Linked DNA regions of Pan troglodytes: region 2 is linked to region 1. A link is a contact called in public Hi-C data. All regions are on one chromosome and are shown on one strand. The core of a region is the stretch at or near the end of the contact, and the rest is flanking DNA. Distances in the headings are between cores, read along the strand shown.

Region 1 (6,194 bases), core at 3,475-5,974:
AGAAATTTCATCTACCCTTCAGTTTCATCCCCACAAGCAAGCAGGACCAGTAAAAGGAGTGTCCTCTCTGTCTAAGACATTTATATATGTTGGGTGTTTAGACTAAATTTCAGACTTCTAAACATTCACAGGTTTAGCGAAAGTAGTTGGAGGGACTGCTTCAGATTTCTGCGCTCATGGTGATCATATACAGAAACCCTCCAAATTTTTCCTTCCACTTTCGCCCAGGCATTTTAATTAATACAATGTCCTTCCTAATTCACAGAGGAAAGATCTTTCTAAGAACCCTTGCTGGAGATGAGAAAGGTGGTAAGGATCTGAAATGTGTCTTAGCAAGACTTACCCAACAGGGCCACCCTGCTTCATTGTGATGCCTTTCAGATAAACAGAAGTATGCGGCTCTTGTTATTCAATGACCCTAATAAAACTTTACAACTGAAGTGTAGAGGAAAAAAATAAATAAAAAGATCTAATGACATACAAGAAGGGACTGAACCTGCCAACCCCAGAATATTTTCAGTCTGAAAAGCAACCTCGTCCTTATTAACTTTACATTGATTCCCAAAGAGGGGAAAATTTAATAAGGAAGAAAAAATTCAATATTTCATGACTCACCACTTCCTCGGGATAATAAATATGAACTAAAGATATATACACTAAATGCTTTTAACATTTTATTTTCACTTCAAAAATATTGTTTGCACTATCTCTATTATTGACCTCTCAAGATGATTCTATTTCCGGAACACATTTTTTGATATGGTTTCTAATTCAAAAATCTGTCACATCTTTGATATTTCATAGGCTCCATTAAAATTAATAGCTTCATGGGTCCCTCATGAGTTTCTTCCTTAAATTTTCAAACGGTTTGTGGTCTGTTTCTCAGACTGGCCAATGACAAGCAGTTCTGGGACTGGAAGATGGAAGTGGTGAAATAATCTTTAAAAATGTGTAAAAATTAAGCACTGTCTGCCAGGGGCTTTAGAGTTGGCAAATAGATAGGTCTTTATTAAATGGTTGGTTTTGTTTCTCCTATTGTTTCTTCCTAATATCCGTCTGTGTGATAACTGAGTCACTATGACATAATACCGCAGAGAAAGACTGCAAGACAACCAGACGTACACATGTTCATCCCTCAATGAGTCGCAACCTTGGGTCTGTTCCCTAGACATTGGTGGAAAGACTTGATTAATGGCAGACTTGTTCAACATAAAAAAGAACAAAGACCAGATTTATTCTTGGCATTCCCTTTCCTAGGGGCTTATTTGTAATGGGGTAATTAATTTATGGCTTTGCAGTAAGGCGGCATCAGAGGAGCAATTTAACTCACAAGAGGTAACGCAGATGGAGAGTACAACTGAAAGATACCTTGTGTGGAAGGGTACAGAAGGAACCTCAAGCTGGACGTTGATTTCTTTTATCAGTAATACAAATTCACTACTAGCTGCCTCTTGGATTTCCCCCTTGAGAGCTGCAACGTTTCCTAAATGAACAGAGGTCTTTGGGGAATGCCTCAAACCACAGCTGAATGGGGAGTGGCTTTAGAAATCGCCGGTGGAACTTGCCTGTTACCTTCTTAGAATTCCCCCCGCCCCTGGGCAACGCAAAAGCCGTCCTAAGTGCGATAAGAGCATGGAGTGAAGGGAGTTATTTCTGGACTTTAGCAGCATTCCTCCCCAGGACACACCCTCTCCCCCTCCCCAGCAGCCCGGCTCTCCGACACACTCCGCGCACACGCGCCCCTCGGCGAGACGCGGCGCATTCGCGCGCTGCAGACTGGCGGCCTCTCACCGAGCCTGAGTCGTGGCCGCTGCGCCGCCAGGAGGCTTCCCGGGAGCCGGCGGGGCCCAGGACCTCTCGAGCGCAGCAGGCAAGGGGCCGGCCTTTTGGCAGCGCGGCTGCCAGTTAATTTTCTCCGTTGCATTCTGCAAACTAGATCGCATTCAGAGCCCAGAAGTTGCAAGCTGGGAATAAGCGAGATCTGAAGGACCCCCAAGAGGAGCTTGTTTGGGAGTGGGGGCAGACGGCGTTTTGCGCCCAACTGGTAAGTGGCAGCATTAAATCTATGTAGACATGGAGGAAGTAAAGCTTTGCAGCCTTTCCAGGCAGTGGCATGCAAGTACTCGTGCGAAGAGTACTGTTTTGGGTGTTTAGTTGTAGTGGACTCAGAATACCGTGTTCCGCCACGGTTTTCCTAATCCCTTCTTCGGACTCCTCTTTGGGGGTTGGCGGGGGCGGGTCCTGCTCCGCGGGACTTTTCTGTTGTTAGAGTTAGGGTGGGGGAGGGGAGAAAGGCGTGAGGTTGAATAATCTCTCCTACCCACCTCACCCTTTTTTTTCATTAAAAAAAATGATACTTTTAGAGAAGCTTCTCTTTCATGTGTTTAACTTGCCTGCAGCGGTTTGAGCCCAAAGAGTTTGTATTTTTTCTAATTACTTTGTAATCGGCTCCATCCTCGGTTGAAATAGAAGGAAACTTTCACAAAGCAATCAATTTCTGACAGCCTAAGAGCTGCTCAGTTGCTGAATGAGGTCTAGCTGGAAACACTTTGTTTCTCACAAGGTTTTGGTGATTTTTCCCATGAGAAATCTGGGCGTTTTCACACCTGTTGCTTTTCAGTTGCCTCAAAATTGTTTGCTTGTTTGTTTGTTTTCTTGGATTTCACTTGATTGCAGTTCTTTGTCTAACCAAATCCAATGCTACTTTCCCGGTTCTCCTCTCCCTTTGGACGGGGTCCCTGTTGTTAGCATTCAGTTGGCGGTGGTTCTTAGGGAACAAGTGGCAGGCAGAATACAATAGGGAAGAATGCATTCCTGATGACTCCTCTACCATGGAAAGACTGAAAAACTGACATTCTCCATTAGTTTTTATGGAAAGCATTGCTGACACTTATAAATATCCAATTTTGGTGAGTTCCTGAAATTATTTAATCCAGAAGTAACCAGCATGACTTTTACAGAGAGAGTTCCCCTAATCTATTTGCATTACAAGCATAGAGACCCTGGCACCTGAACACCCCCACAATGCTGAAGTCACCTTTCACTTCACTGGCAGGTAGGCTACTGACAAGGAAAGGGGTGATGGAATGTTAGGAGAGGGGCAGCGGGGAAGACCCCCTGAGAAGGGGGCTGTCCTCCAAGGGACCAGCATGATTTCAGCTTTCTGATGATTAAGAAAATCATCAGGATATTGGAGTGTAATTTAACATCCTAGTAGGTTAAGTTGAATTCCTGTCCACATGATGAAAAAGACTTTCTATCAGCCCTTCTCACACTTCCAAGTGGAGCTCAATGGAATGCTTGTTTATTTCTGTCGCCGATAAATCCATGGGAAATCTCTGCTGAACCCAGCAATTTTAAAAAAGCAAGTTCCAGCTTATAATTGCCCATATAATGGCAAACAGGTTATTTTCAGTAACCTAAGACTCTTACATTTCCCCCCACGGTTGTTATAGGGGTTACATGAAGATGTTATGAGCATGCATTTGAGCTTACCCACCCCCAACTGAAATGGAAAGTTATCCTTGGGTGTCTGATGGAAAAGATTGTTGCCAGATACCTTAGGAGGCTATAAAATAACATGTTTCTGAAAAGATCATAACTAGTAGACATGAGTGTCTATAGCTACTATATAATTTTTCATTGTTCCTTTAGGAAAGAGACCTACTTTGATCACTACAGTGTTTACATTTGTTGTATGGTTTTTCTGAGTCTTTTTTCTTTTCTTTTTGCTATTGAAAATCTCCCTTCATTTAAATGAAATCACAGACTAGAAATAGCAATGATTGCTCTCTAGGGCTAAAATTAGAAACTACAAGAGACTTTTTAGACACATCCCTCTTGTCTCATGGAAGGTTCTGCAGAGTTTTCTTTAAAACTCCCACTTAAGCAATTATTGTAAGATGATGTTTACTCTGTAAAATAGCATTTTTATTTGGACAATTTTTTTCCATCAAGCTGTAATCATACTTTGCCAATGCATGTTGAACTTTGTTTCTCTGAGGTGCCTAAAGGCACATCCAATACATTTACCATCCCTTCAAAGTCTGTATACTTAGCTCTTTGAACAGTTTCTTAAAAAAATAATAATAATAAATAAACAAAAGCTCCAATGGCACTTGCAAGAGACAAGACTGGGTCCTGTGATGTGATGGCAGATGGCAGTTGCATGAGCTTTGTTTATGCTCAGAACAAGCTCGGTGTCTCTTAAATTAATCATGAATTGAATAATTGATTTCTCACACCTTGGGCTGCATTTAATCTTCAGCTGTACATTTAAAGATAGGTTATGATTGAGGTCTTGTTCACTTGGACGTCCTTTCAAAGCCTATCAAGTGATTTTACAGTTGGGTCATTTCTAATCGTAACACATATTATAAAATGTAATGACATAAACTTCGAGCTTTCCTGGCTTTTCAATTTCCAAGACGGGCTTCAGTGACCTTCCCATTTGTTGGTCAGCCCCAAAGACGGTGGGGCTAATGGATACAGTGGTTTTTCTGTAAATGTAATTAAATGTGCCTCTGCCAGCTGCCTGTGGTATTTGTGAATGTTTTCGTAAGAAAAGCTGTTCTTCGACTTTATCTGCCCACTGTGGTTTGTGGCATGTTGTGCTATTCTGCAGCCTTGCAGTTTTTTTCCTGAATGATTGGGCTATGATGTCATGTGCTATCTCAGCGCAGAACCTTTTCAAAACTTTGCTGGGGTCTGTGTGCCTGAGCGAGGGGAGTGGAGGCTCCCTCAGAGCGCACTTGGTAGCGACTCCCCGTCTACTCCAGCACATTCCATCGCCTGGAGACCAAAGCCACCAAATGATTTGCGGTCAGAGTGATTTGGGGCTGGTTAGAGATGATTTAAAAGGAAGGTTATGGGCATATGAAGTGTAGGGTAAAGAAAATATATTTTACTACTTTATTGAGACCACATGGCTCCAACTTGAACTTTTTTTTTAAACATGGAAATTGTTGGCTGAACTAGCTCACAGTGTTTTTTTCCCTTTTTTTCTTTTTTATTGCTCTGAGCGAAGAGCTGTACTCCCTATTTATTATATGCTTGACCTCCCCATTATTTCTGAAAGTTTGAAAAGCTTTTTATGTTTAAAGAAAACAGGAAAACGTAGGATTTATCTGTTGTGCTCTTCAAGGGCCAAATACCATTGCCAGAGAAGAGACCCAACTCTCTCCAATAACTGAAAGAAGTTTTCTTTCTCATGTCAAGCTTGGGAAGCCATCAGTTATGAAAGAGACAAGGGCCAGTCTGTCCCAGGGTACCCGAGGGCCACAGCATATCAGTACTGACAGTGTATCCATGTCTCTTGTTGACTGGGAGAGATGGTTTTGCTCAACCTCCTAAGGGTTCAATATACCCTACGATTAATAATGGGGCCAAATAAAGCATGGTCGATCTTTTCCAATGCCAGAATGGTGATGATAGGGCTCAGAGACCAGGGGCTCCTTCTCATTAGCGGTCCATGGGAACACATAACACTTGGGTGCAACACTTCGTTTGTGAGACTAAGCAGCCATCTCCTGCCTCTCCTATGTGGGCTACCACAAACTGGCACAGTAAACCACCTATTACCTCTGAACAGGTTCCCAAATCTCTGTCCAGCATGAACTTAAAGTATCTATTATCACTTCACTCTGTGGCTCAGGTTCATCCTATTTCACTCCTCAAGGCATATGCCATAGTCTAATAGTCCATTACAAGCTATCAGATAGCCAGCTCCAACTTGCAATTTGGTGTTATGACACTAGCTAGAGAAGTGCCATGGAAAGCATGTTTGTGAGCATGCCCAGTCCCTTGGCAGCCATCAACCCAGGGTCTGAGGGCCATGACTGTGATGTAATGGAAGGCCTGAGATCTTCCCACCAACCCTTCATGGTTGCTGGTCTGTGATCCATCTGAGCCAGCCTGGATTCCCGCAGTTTGAGTCTGTGTGTGTGTCCAGGGATTTAAAGGAAAGCATGTGGAGACCAAATTAGTGTGGTACCTGATGAGAAAATCTTATAGAATTGGAAAAATGTCAAGAAGGCAGCATTGTATGATGGAAATCAAACTACATTGGAATTGAGGATCCTGGTTTTGCCACTATGTGACCTTGAACCAGCTACTTAGTAATGTAACATTAATAAAGCACTGTATTACATTTGATCATTTCCTTCCTAAATATGACATGTGATCATCAGAACCAC
Region 2 (5,938 bases), core at 3,323-5,822, 190 kb after region 1:
AAATACGGCAGTACAGACGATTAGTAAGGGGTATCTAAGAATCTCTGCTTTCTGTTTATCGCTTCATGAAGGTGGTTAGCTTAATTTGGTTTGTCGGGGCACTGTATACACAGAAACATCTCCCTTGGGCCTCTTATGGGTAATTACAGAATCTGTCAAATAGGGCTGATCTGCATGGAGAGACAAGGAGCACAGCATCTGTGGAACAGGGAGTTCGGCAGAAAGTTTAGCAAAGAAGCCTCCAGGATGGCAATCTGAGTCATGGCCAGATGTCAGGCGAGAATGCGTTTCCAGCACATCGCTGTGATGATTTAAGTTACACACTCTCTCCTGCTTGCTAGTTTGCAAAGATTTTCCATCTCAGGAGATATTTCTGCAGCTCTTCCTAAGAGTGAAGACATTCTGAGCATGTTACATTCACGATCAGGCCTCCTTGATGAGTATTGAGATTCAGAGTCAAAGTTGGGAAAGCAGCCTTCAATTGTACTCATTCATGTGAAGTTTTATAATGAAGAGTGTATGTGTGTCTCTTTTTGCACTTAAACAAAGGTAGAGAAGTTGATGGCAACTATTTTCCTTCTTTCCCCATCAAAACCTGGAGTATAAATGTGGGCGTGGAAATTAGAGGGAAGCCTAAAATTTGTACTGGTCCCCAGCCCCCATGTAGATTCATCAGCGAGATCCCAGGCTGTTTGAAAGAATGCTGGGCCTGGAGCTGAGGGACCTCCCCAGAGGCAAATTGATGGTTGGAATGCTGCTGCAGAAGGGCTCAGTGTCCCTGTGGTTCTTTAAGTCTGGAATTTTTCTTTCTTTTGAAAAACGTACTTTTTTGGGGGGGCGGAAATGAATTTGAATCTATTTTCTACCACATATTTAAAGACTGGGGTGATGTATTTTTTCCTCAAATTATTATAACTCCCAGTAAAAATTCAAGCCTGTAGAAGGTAAGGAGGAGATTATATGATGAAAGTATTATTGATTTTAGTGGAATCATGGAATTTAACATATCTTCTTTACTTCCAAGTTAGTGCTTTTCACTCTACATCATGCCCAACACTTTCCTAGGTAAACAAGGGCTATAAAAGAAGGGCTTTTAATGTATCTCTTCCCCTGCTTTGGAGCAAGGCAGTTACAGAACAACAACAACAACAACAACAAAAATAACATTATCTGATTGATTGGTTGATTGGTTGGTTGATTTTAGAGATAAGGTCTTGCTCTGTCACCCAGGCTGGAGTGCAGTGGTGTGATCATGGCTCACTGCAGCCTCAAACTCCTGGACTCAAGCAATCCCCCCACCTCAGCCTCCTCAGTAGCTAGGACTGCCAGCACATGCCACCACACCCAGCTAATTTTTAAAAAATGTTTTAGAGTTGGGGGTCTCACTGTGTTGCCCAGACTGGTCTTAAACTCCTGGCCTCAAGTGACCCTCCTGCCTCAGCCTCACCAGTAGCTGGGATTACAGATGTGAGCTGCTGTATGATTATGTCTCGCATAATTGGATATATTTTAAATGGTAAACTTGATCTGTATAATATTTGGACCTCCCTCAAAAAACAAATCATTCATGTAGCTTTGGAAAGGCTATTATAACCAAATAATGTGTGCATAAGAAACCTTCTCCCCACATCTCTGAGCCCCTTTTCATTATGGAACCTCACAGCATCCCTCAGGATATCCCTGAGCCCAGGGGAAGATGAGAGTGGGATGAATTTCAGTGATGGGAAATAGAATCAAGTTAAAGTAAACTCTGAATTCAATAGAGACAGTGTGGGATGAAGCAACAACAAAAAAATGTATTAAGACGCTATCAATAATACATTTTGCCAGCATTTTTGAGACGTTCCAAACCAGTCTCAGAAAGTTTGAGACTGATCCCAAGAAAACAATGAGAAAGGTTGAGTCTAAGCCTAAAATTTTGGCTGAATTTGGAAATTATCAGTGTGAAGGCTACACACCAAAAATATAAGAACCAACTGTCCTGAAAGTTTGGGAGTTTAGATTTGGGGAAATTATTTGAAATCATTTCAATCTACCAATTCCTGATTTTTTTGCACTAAGAATTGAAATTCTGAATCCCTTAATTTATGTATCAAATATATCTACCAGCAGTGCAGGGACAATGAGGGTGGAAATGCATTAATTAATAGATTATATGGACTGCCTTAAGCAACTGTATAATTTCTGTTAGGATGAAACCGAACCATGTTGGGAATTCTGATTTAAAATGAGGTCTGTACTTTATAGATGTGGAAAATAAGGTTCATAGGACGAAATTACTTCCTCAAAAGCGACATAACTGCGTTGCAGCAAAAATGGCAGGAGAGTGCAGGTCTCTAAGCCCAGTCTTGGACTAGGTTCTTGATTCCAACAGTTCTCCAGTGATGCTTCCCAAGACACTGGGCTGAAAGTGAACAGTGACCCTCTTTCCCGAATGTCTATAATTTTCTCAATTTAAAATTTTTCTCCTAAAAGACAATGGCTATTTTTATCTTTTCTGTTTGTTTGTTTGTTTGTTTGTTTTGAGACACAGTCTCGCTCTGTCACCCAGGCTGTAGTGCAGTGACACCACCTCGGCTCACTGCAACCTCCACCTCCTGGGTTCAAGCAATTCTCCTGCCTCAGCCTCCCAAGTAGCTGGGATTACAGTTGTGTACCACCATGCCTTGCTAATTTTTGTATTTTTAGTAGAGACGGGGTTTCACCATGTTGGCCAGGCTGGTCTTGAACTCCTGACCTCAAATGATCCACCTGCCTCGGCCTCCCAAAGCGCTGGGATTATAGGCATGAGCCATTGTGCCCAGCGAATATTTTAATCTTTTAGTGACCTCTGTCATTTTTCTTTTCAAGAACAAGATGAATGAGCAAATGTAAACATTTTAAAATTAACTTGGAAGGGCTTTGACAGATTTCATTTCTCATGGACATATGCTTGTGACTGTTTCAATATTGCAGGCATACACTAGCATCATTTTCTTTTAGCAGAATTGCTTGGTGCTCCTGTAATAGAATGAAGTGTAATAGTGTGCAAACATTCACAACTTCCATGTGCTCTAAAACCTAAACAAGTTTGAACCTACAAGTCACTTTGTAAGGCACATCCAGGCTCGTTGAGATTCTAACTGGTGGAAATAGTTGAAAGTATATTTGTCACTTACACCTTGCCTATATCCAAGAAGGATTTGAGTCTTCCTCCAACAAGAATGCATCCAAGCTGGTCTAAAACTGTCCTCCATAAAATAGGGAAATACACTTTGGGAATTTCATAAGCTAAACACTATTTCCACATTGGTCACCATGGTGAACACAAATAAGCAAAATCAACTGAATGGTAACAAGGCAGGGAGAGAACGTGCTTCCTATAGGATTTGATCTGCTGCTTATTCTGATCAAAGTGGAAACTGTAAAGGTTGGTTGGAGTGGATAGCCCAATGCCTGCCCAGTAACAGGGCTGCAGGAATTAACACAGTGGACGAGGGAAGGTACAGACCATTTTCGGTGGCTAAATGAGAAATAATACTAAGCGATAGGATATCCTGTATGTTTAGATTACTTGCCTCTGAAAACGAGCTCCAATTCTTTTTCAGAACAAGTGTTGGGAACAAACTGTGGATATTTAATCACTTAAGGGTACTTTCTTCTGGGAAAATCGCTCACTCTTAATTTTTCAGTTGAGTTAGACAAGGGCTAATTGCAAGAGGATTAAAACCTTGAAAACTGCTTTGTTCAGCTTATTGTTTCAGGTTTCCCTTTGGAGTGTGGATGATGTGTTTATTTGACATAATGAATACCACCATCCGCTTTGTTCCAGGAACCAAAAGGCTATGTGCTTGCCCAAGGAATTTCTCAGTTGTTTATATGTAAGGAAACACTGCTCTGTGTTATTGGATGGGACCATTACAGCTCTTTCTTAAATAGGGAATGCAGAGAGCCGTGCTTTCCTCACTCACATCTGAGCAGAGAAACCAGAAAATAGCCTTCAGCACTCCAAATGCCTGCTTGTTTTCAACTCAAGAGAGCAAAGGGAACATTTATTGAAAATGTGTGTTCTTCGCTTAGGAACCCAGAGCTTTACTTTGTGTTATTGGCACATCTACTTAGGCCTATGTTATATGTGTATGTGTGTATATATATATATATATTTTTTAAGTATGAGATTGGAGTGCTTGGCATGAATCATAGATTAGAGAACATTGACAACTAACCAGATAGTGAACTCTGCCTCTATCAGCCAAATCTAACTGCCAAAACACTGAGGAATAAAGTAACCACTAATTAAGCAGCCTGGAGTTTTGTTTTTGGGTTTTTTTTGGTGGTGGTTGTTTTTAATACATACCCTGCCATAGGATGAAGGCAATTGTGTGAAATACATGCTTTGCGGTGACTTCCAGTGATGCAACATAGCAGTCTTTTTAAACAGCTGAAAACTCTCTGGTCCTTTATGGTTTCCAAAAGGTACTCCTTAAATGGGCATAACTGATGGGGGATTGGCTAGTGAGCTACAGAGAAGGCTGAGTCAGAGTGACCTGTTGGAGCCAGCCCCGTGTGTGTGTGTGTGTGTGTGTGTGTGTGTGTGTGTGTGTGTGTGTGTGTGTGTAGAAAAGGGGGAGTGGTGGGCAAGGGGCGGGGGTGAAGGGAGGCTGCAAGCTTAGCAGAATGTTTGAACAAGACAAAGAGCAGTTCCAGCGACCAAATAAGGAAGTGAGTGCTGAAGTATTTCAGAATAGAAGTGTGTCAGGGACTCAAGGCAATTGTGGAGAGTAAAAATAGGCAAAGAAAAAAGGGCAAAGGATTTTTGTTTTACTTGTTCCACAAAATAAACAGGGAAAGAAGTATCTCTGGTCTTTCAGCTGGAGTGAGAAAAACAGATCGTATCTATCCCTTTCTGTTGGCTTTTTATAGACATGTGTCTGAAGAGATGTTTAGAAACTCTTTTAGTGGCAGTGGCAATAATAAGCATGCTTTTGTTAAAGATAGAAAAATGCAAGTTGTGCATTAGAAGCACTATCACATTCCCTTTATGTGTAATGCATGAAACTTTTAGCCCAAGATGATGGAAGTTTCCAAGAACCAACAGAAATATCTGGAAACCCATTTTCAGACATGTCCTGAACACTGAATTATAATTGTATCCTTTGAGAAAAATCTTACCTCTTAACAAATCAGTTAAATGTCCATTAGATACAGTGTCTAACTTAAATATGTTGATAGTTACTGAAAAAGATGTCAAAAGAGGCAAATTACGCAAAGAAACTGTCAGTACTTGTTTTAATCTTCTCAATACCATCTCCCCAACTCTCCACAGTGGCCAATAATATGTCACTGATCCTATGGATAAATGCTGCTCTTATTTTGATACTTTTTTTGCAGTACGGGTGGAAGACAACAAAGATTTGGAAGGAGAATTTCAGATACTCCTAAACATAATTTGAAACAACCTTTTTTTGTCCTACAAAACCAACATTGAGAAATTATTTCTATTAACCAAGAAATCAATTTACTTATGTCCACAACTAGGAATAAATAGAAGACACTCATCCTGGGTAAGACTTTTGAAAGCCCTCAATAACTAAATTGTTGGCAACTCTAGGATTGGCAGTTGAACAAATCTATCCTTCTGTTCTCATGCAAAATACAAAATTGGACAGCCCACACTTGAATCAGAAACTACCAGAACCTGCCCAGAAGAGTTTAGGTAGAGAGCTAAACTGGAGTGCAAAATAGGGAACACACAAAGATTGACCACGGCATGTAGATGATCTTACAATGTAGTGTATTCTGGGTCCAAAAATAACATGCCTCCCACTTAAACTGAAATATAAACTCTATTGAATAAGCTACCTTGATCATGCTTCAAGAAAATGTCAGGCTTGTGACAAAATGTTTATTATCACAAACAAAGAAAAAATTAAAATGAGACACAGTGTTATGCCCACAA

The links. Hi-C and Micro-C count contacts between places; a contact is called where the count stands out from the background.
Region 2: a contact with region 1 is called in a Hi-C map of stem cell-derived neural progenitor cells, with 2.2 times the contacts expected there. The contact joins two enhancer-like sites. A contact is called at or near these places in 1 of 7 Hi-C or Micro-C datasets (stem cell-derived neural progenitor cells) and 1 of 1 datasets of contacts at active chromatin or transcription factors (stem cell-derived excitatory neurons).

The regions. Positions count from the first base shown.
Region 1 is chr3:170,294,532-170,300,725 of NHGRI_mPanTro3-v2.0_pri, forward strand. All of the region lies in intron 2 of PALLD (palladin, cytoskeletal associated protein), which reads left to right. Among named protein-coding and RNA genes, the nearest start is that of PALLD, 140 kb to the left of the region's middle. Within about 2 kb of position 4,725, at least 3 of the 24 cell types and tissues checked have an H3K27ac peak or open chromatin away from gene starts, as enhancers often do. A contact at or near this core is called in stem cell-derived neural progenitor cells, where this site is marked.
Region 2 is chr3:170,481,184-170,487,121 of NHGRI_mPanTro3-v2.0_pri, forward strand. All of the region lies in intron 10 of PALLD (palladin, cytoskeletal associated protein), which reads left to right. Among named protein-coding and RNA genes, the nearest start is that of CBR4, 210 kb to the right of the region's middle. Within about 2 kb of position 4,573, at least 11 of the 24 cell types and tissues checked have an H3K27ac peak or open chromatin away from gene starts, as enhancers often do. A contact at or near this core is called in stem cell-derived neural progenitor cells, where this site is marked.